2 separate regions of the Oryctolagus cuniculus genome follow, and region 1 is linked to region 2. A link is a contact called in public Hi-C data. All regions are on one chromosome and are shown on one strand. Each heading gives the region's core, a stretch centred on a gene start, on an enhancer-like site or on the middle of the called end of the contact. The rest is flanking DNA. Distances are from core to core; before and after follow the strand shown.

Region 1 (2,700 bases), core at 196-2,695, 200 kb before region 2:
TGAACACACACAGGGCGAGCTGCCAATGCTTTCCAACTTTAGGACGTCTTTCTGAAGTTGACACTGACCTTTTGTCACTTCTGTTATCCCATTACCAGCTCTGATCCAAGCTATGCACAATTATTTGTTCTGTTCTGTTTTCCCTTCTTCTTGCTCTTCCATTGACCATTTCCACTTAGGGAATTATGCGTTTTACTCGAGATTAGGTTTTGCTGCCCACTTCCTGGGCACACACACAATTGCTTCTCCAGTGGAAAGCTGTGAGCCGTTCACCTGATTGACCCTTTCTGCAAGACGAGGAAGTTGTGAAGATGAGCAGTTCTCTCCATTGGAGGAGCAAGGCTTGGGTCTATTAGCCTTAAACTCTCATAGAGCCTCAAGTGTTCTACCAATCAGCGCCGGCCGCAGTAGCTCGTATATTCCCTACTGAATAATGAATTGGCATCAGTTAATATGCAGATTCTCGTAAGCTCCTAATAAATAGATCTAAGAAGTTTCCCTGAGTTTGTGAGAGGGGTGTTTTGGTATGACCACCAAAAGGCATTTTACCTCCTTTATTCTTTGGAGCAATTTATTTGGCTCTTCAAGCATATGGAGGCCAAAAAAACCGTTTCCTTAGGATAAAAATGTGCAATAAATCAGCTTCACAAGTCATTAAGTGTAGCTGCAGCCTCTGCTGGAGTGACGAGGTGCCAGATGCCGTGTGTGGTGCCGCCCTGGCGTTCTCTTTCTCTTCCCGTGGATTTGAAAGCTGACATTTGCCCAGGGTCACCGAGATTGCAAACCGCAGAGCCAGATGCTGGAGCACAAAATGTGTCTCTGACTACTCGGGTTAACAGCCTTCCCCGGAGTCAGAGCAGCGCTCAATCGTCCTGTCAACGGCGTGGGCACCTGTGTGGAGGAGGACGTGTGCGGGAGATGCTGGGCTCAGAGGTGTGCGGCCACCTTTTGGAGCCTCGGTTTCAACCGAGCCAGGATGGCTCAAAACCTGCTCCCTGGACCGTTTTACTGCCACACAGGGACCGTCTGCAAACGAAGGGTTAAGGAATCCAGCACTGCAGCCTTGTAAACAGGAAGCCTTAGGGACCTGTTCCCTGCACACCAGCAGCTCCACGGCCGCTTGGGGACAGCAGAGGCTCAGGGGCAGCAAAAAGCAGAGCAGAGGCCAGAGATGAAAGAGCCAATTCTCCATTCTTCTCCAGGTCCCCGGAGACGAACACTGTGAACTTGTTCCCAGTCCCTGGCTCCTGCCAGCTGTCCGCCCCTCCCCCTCGAGGGCAAGGCCACCCTGGAGGGAGAACTCATCCCTGGAAATGGATCCTCATGGCAGGGGGAGAGCGCAGAGATGATGTGTTTGCGGTGGGAAAACGGTGCACACGGATCTCCAGCCGCCCCTCTCTTCTTGTTTTCCAGTCAGACAGCAGGGTTGCATGTTAGCACTTACCCTGCAGTCTGGGGTTGCACTCGGGTCCTATCACCATGTTGTTTGCTCACTGGAATGAAGTGCTGGCATACAGAAACCTTAGGAACCTGCAGTGCCCTGGCCCCCTGGTCAGCGTTTAGAGGTGCTGCCCTCCGTGGCATTGCTCAGACAAGAGACAGCCAGGATCTGGGCCGGGCCACCCCAGAGTGCCAGACGGAGTGCTCTCCTCATCACTTTGTGTCCTTACGGCTTTACTGCTCTTGGACACAGCTTAAGGGTTCTTGGTCAAACTCCAACTCGAACAGGTCACCTCGGAACAGCCCTAAGGCTTAACCTGCTTAATCGCGCCGGTGTTTCCAACTGGAAGGGATGGACTCTTGGAGGGTCTTTGTGTTCCACTCTGGGTCCTGCAGAAGCTGCTGCCTCTCTCACTGCTCCCACCGATGAGCTCAGTAACTGCTCTCACCCGTTTCTGGAAATGCATGTTCCTAAAACGAGTAAGTTACTGGAGATGTAAGTTCCTAGAGAACTTTTCTAACACTTTTAAGGCTTTGTTTAAACCAAGAGTTTGGTTTATTTTAGTTCTCAGTGAAAACAAAATGCATCAGTGGTCTTTGCAATGTTCTCCTGTCTAGAGAAACAATCCAAACAAGACAACTGATAAGGGTCATTGTCTTCCTCTATAAGAACGCTAATTTCTGAGCTATGGAGACAATCGCTAGAGTTTTGATACACCTGGCAAGGGACCCTCCACGTTGATGTGGTATCCACCCATTACTATGGGTGTTTTTTACATTCAGCAGGTTTCATTACAAAAAAATTGCAAAGAATTTAAGAAAATGCATGCTTAAACATTGACATACATAGGGAGTAGTAATCCTTGATGTAAATGTAGGACTCCCACCTGTATTATCACATTTAATCTTCACAAGTAATCTCATGATTGTATGGATAACAATGGCTGATTTAAGACACAGAAGTTATAGTTCACAGGGTACAGTGTTGTGTGATGGTTATAACTCTAGTCCAAAATAGGGCCCTCCATTTTGCTGGGCACCGGAAGAGTAGGAGATATGACATGGGGAGGGCTTGAGTTCAGAGAGGCAGAAATTCTGCTGGCCCTTTGCTGTGAGGGAAGTTCTATGAAACAAACCTACCTTGAAGAATCGACAGAAGTTGAGAGTTTGGAAGAAGCGGTCATGGAACCATGTGCTAGGCCATGGTGCATGACTAATGCATATTTGTTGAATGAGTGAAGAATGAATAAATGAGGATGG
Region 2 (2,700 bases), core at 148-2,647:
AGAATCAAATAATCAGATTTTGGGGGGAGGCTACTTGGGTGGCAGAAAATGGAATTGATAAATTGATTTTGGTGTAAATGTTTTTGAAATCCATGCATAATTTTTTTTTCCTAAAATGCTTTTTCCATGGACTTTTGAACACTCCCTTCATAGGAGAGCCTGTTCTGCATTTTACTAATTCTGTTTGTCACAGAAATGCAGAGGGAGGAAGATCATGAGGGGAGGGGCGCCCTGCTTCTCTATCGAGTGCCTGCGTGCCCACTGCCAGCTCAGGCAGACCCCAGGAGGCGCAGTGCCGGCTTCACTGCTCTGGTCCTGGACACTCGCACGGGGGCCTAGAGTGACTTCCAACTCCTGGCTCTGGCCTGCCTCAGCGGAGCGCCCTTGGGGAGTGACCCAGTGATGGCAGATCTCTCCCTCTCTGACTCTGTGCTATTCAAATAGATAAAAATAAATGTGAGACAAGTGTCAGTGCGTGGGGAGGTCTTCTGTTTGTTCAAGTGGACGTCGGGGGCGGGGGGATTCCTTTTCTGCCATTGCTTCCTTCAGCTGGAGCAGCAGCCGGGGCGGCGGTGGGGTCCGAGGAGAATTTCCCAACGTTTTCGCTCCTTTCGAATGCAGATGAGCAGAGCCAACCTACGTACGTCTTGAATCCAGAACGAATTTTTGAAAATAACAGATAAAACCGTAATCTCGTTGCATATTAAGACCTACACATTAACATAAATGCCAGTTTAGGGGTACCACTAACAACCAGAAAATCACGCTTTTCCACGTGTGCTAATGCACAAACATGAAAGTTAATGGCAGGAACCCAGCACCCTTCAGAGCAGGGCCGTGTGGGGGCTGCTGTGCGTGGCCCTGGGAGTTCGCGTGCGAACAGGAAGGAAGGGCGTGATCAAAGGTTGGAAAATGACTTTGTGGGAGTCTGATCTTAAGGCCATGAAGAGAGCTGCATTTCAGCGCCAGCGTGTCCGTACATCATTATGGTCGCGTAGAATTGAAGGTGATTTGCATCCTTCGCCATACCCAGGTGCAGGGAGACCTCACTTTAAAGTGGGCCGCAGCTAACGGAAGGAGAGCAGTCCCCTAAGAGCCACCCAGAAGACAGAGCAGTGCAGTGAAAGCCGCGACGGCCCCCTTAGGGATCTGCACCCCATGGATAAAGAAAACGCTGACCAGTCCTTTGTTTCCCACCAAACTCTTTATTTGCAACACTGAAGCCGTCCCGCGTTTTCCCTGGGAAGGCCGGGCTGCCCCGGACCAGCCCCGGGCGGGCGCACATTCCTGCTGACTCGGGGCAGCAAGCGAAACTTTGTGTTTCTCGCCCGGCAACAAAGTTTCCGCCGCTCTTCCTCCCCCTCTCGCCTCCGGGCTCTGCGGCGGGAACGCGGGCGGAGCCGGGTGCGTGCGCGCAGGCACGCGGGCAGCCGGGCGCCCCGGGGGCCCGGCCGGGAGCGCCGAGAGCGCGCGAGCGAGCGCGCACGCCCTCATGAATATTTAGGCACCGCCGCACCTTCCCAGCGCGAGTGAAAAGGAGTATTTAGCGAGGAGCTGATCTGGGCTGATCTGCATGTGAATCGGGAAGGGCCATAAAAGGATGAAAGGGGGGGGGGGACCTTGGGACACAACCCGTGGTCCCCGGGGGGCCATTCATCCCGGCCAGCCCACCCCGTCCCGGCCGCCTCTTTGAGCAGAGCCGGGTTCCAAAGGCGCTTGGCAAAGGATGTGTGCGCTTTGTTCTCGCGCGCGCACTTTTTTTTTTTTTTTTTTTAAAGAAACAAAAATTGCTGTAGGGTTCGGCCATTCTTCTTGGTTGCTGCCAACCATTGGAGGGCTGTATCGATATCTGGCAAACCAGACACCTTATACGAAGGGAGCAAGACCGAGATTTTTAAATCGTGACATCTGGCCGTGTTTTAAGTGCGCAGCTGAGTGGCGTTAACTGCCTGCACGAGGTCGGGAGACCATCACCAGACACAGGGGTAACTCAAAAAAAGTTCGTGGAAAAATGAGATAAGCTTATTTTGGTGAAGGAAGGAAGGAAGGAAGATTGAAATGCATGCATACTTTTCTCTCATAGTACTCATTTTCTGTGAACTTTTCAAAGTGCCCTTGTTTATCTCCAGAACTTTTTCATTTTGTCCAACAGAAGTTCTGCACGTAAATGGTAACTCCCGTTCGGCAGGAACCAGAGTGTCAAGTGTTCTTGGCTGTTGGGATTCCCTGCGCTTGGTTTGGGAAGGCTGGGTTTGCAGAGCTACCAGGAGTTGGGGAGGGAGAGTCCACGGGAGGAGAGGCTGGAAAATGTTTTTTTTTTTTTTTCCTTCTAAGTGTGATTTATCAGGACAATGAACTGAAAGGATGGAAATGGACAGGGGACAGACAACCTGGATGTCAAATGGCCATACTGGTTTTTACTGGAATGAAAGAAAATGACTGTCAAGTAGCCTCTGGAATTTCTCCATTTTGACAAGGAATTGTTTTATGCCAGAATTACAAAATCAAAAACAAAACCTTAGTCGTACTGTACAGTGCCTGAGCCAAAGCAGGTAGGTTACATATTTACAGAGCTAACCTACCAACTGTTTGGGGATGCGCTGAACTTGATCGAAAGACTGAAACGAAAAGAATGGACTCTATATAACCAAGTATTAAAAAATATATATATTGCTGGACCCATTTTACACATTTCTGGGC

Evidence for each region. A called contact is a pair of places that touch in the nucleus more often than the background predicts.
Region 1: a Hi-C map of an unstated tissue shows a contact between it and region 2, with 2.9 times the contacts expected there. The contact joins two enhancer-like sites. A contact is called at or near these places in 2 of 6 Hi-C or Micro-C datasets (psoas muscle and an unstated tissue).

Annotation. Positions count from the first base shown.
Region 1 is chr5:5,540,811-5,543,510 of mOryCun1.1, reverse strand. All of the region lies in intron 3 of PACRG (parkin coregulated), which reads left to right. Among named protein-coding and RNA genes, the nearest start is that of QKI, 210 kb to the right of the region's middle. Within about 2 kb of position 1,445, at least 2 of the 8 cell types and tissues checked have an H3K27ac peak or open chromatin away from gene starts, as enhancers often do.
Region 2 is chr5:5,344,613-5,347,312 of mOryCun1.1, reverse strand. No RefSeq gene overlaps it. Among named protein-coding and RNA genes, the nearest start is that of QKI, 17 kb to the right of the region's middle. Within about 2 kb of position 1,397, at least 6 of the 8 cell types and tissues checked have an H3K27ac peak or open chromatin away from gene starts, as enhancers often do.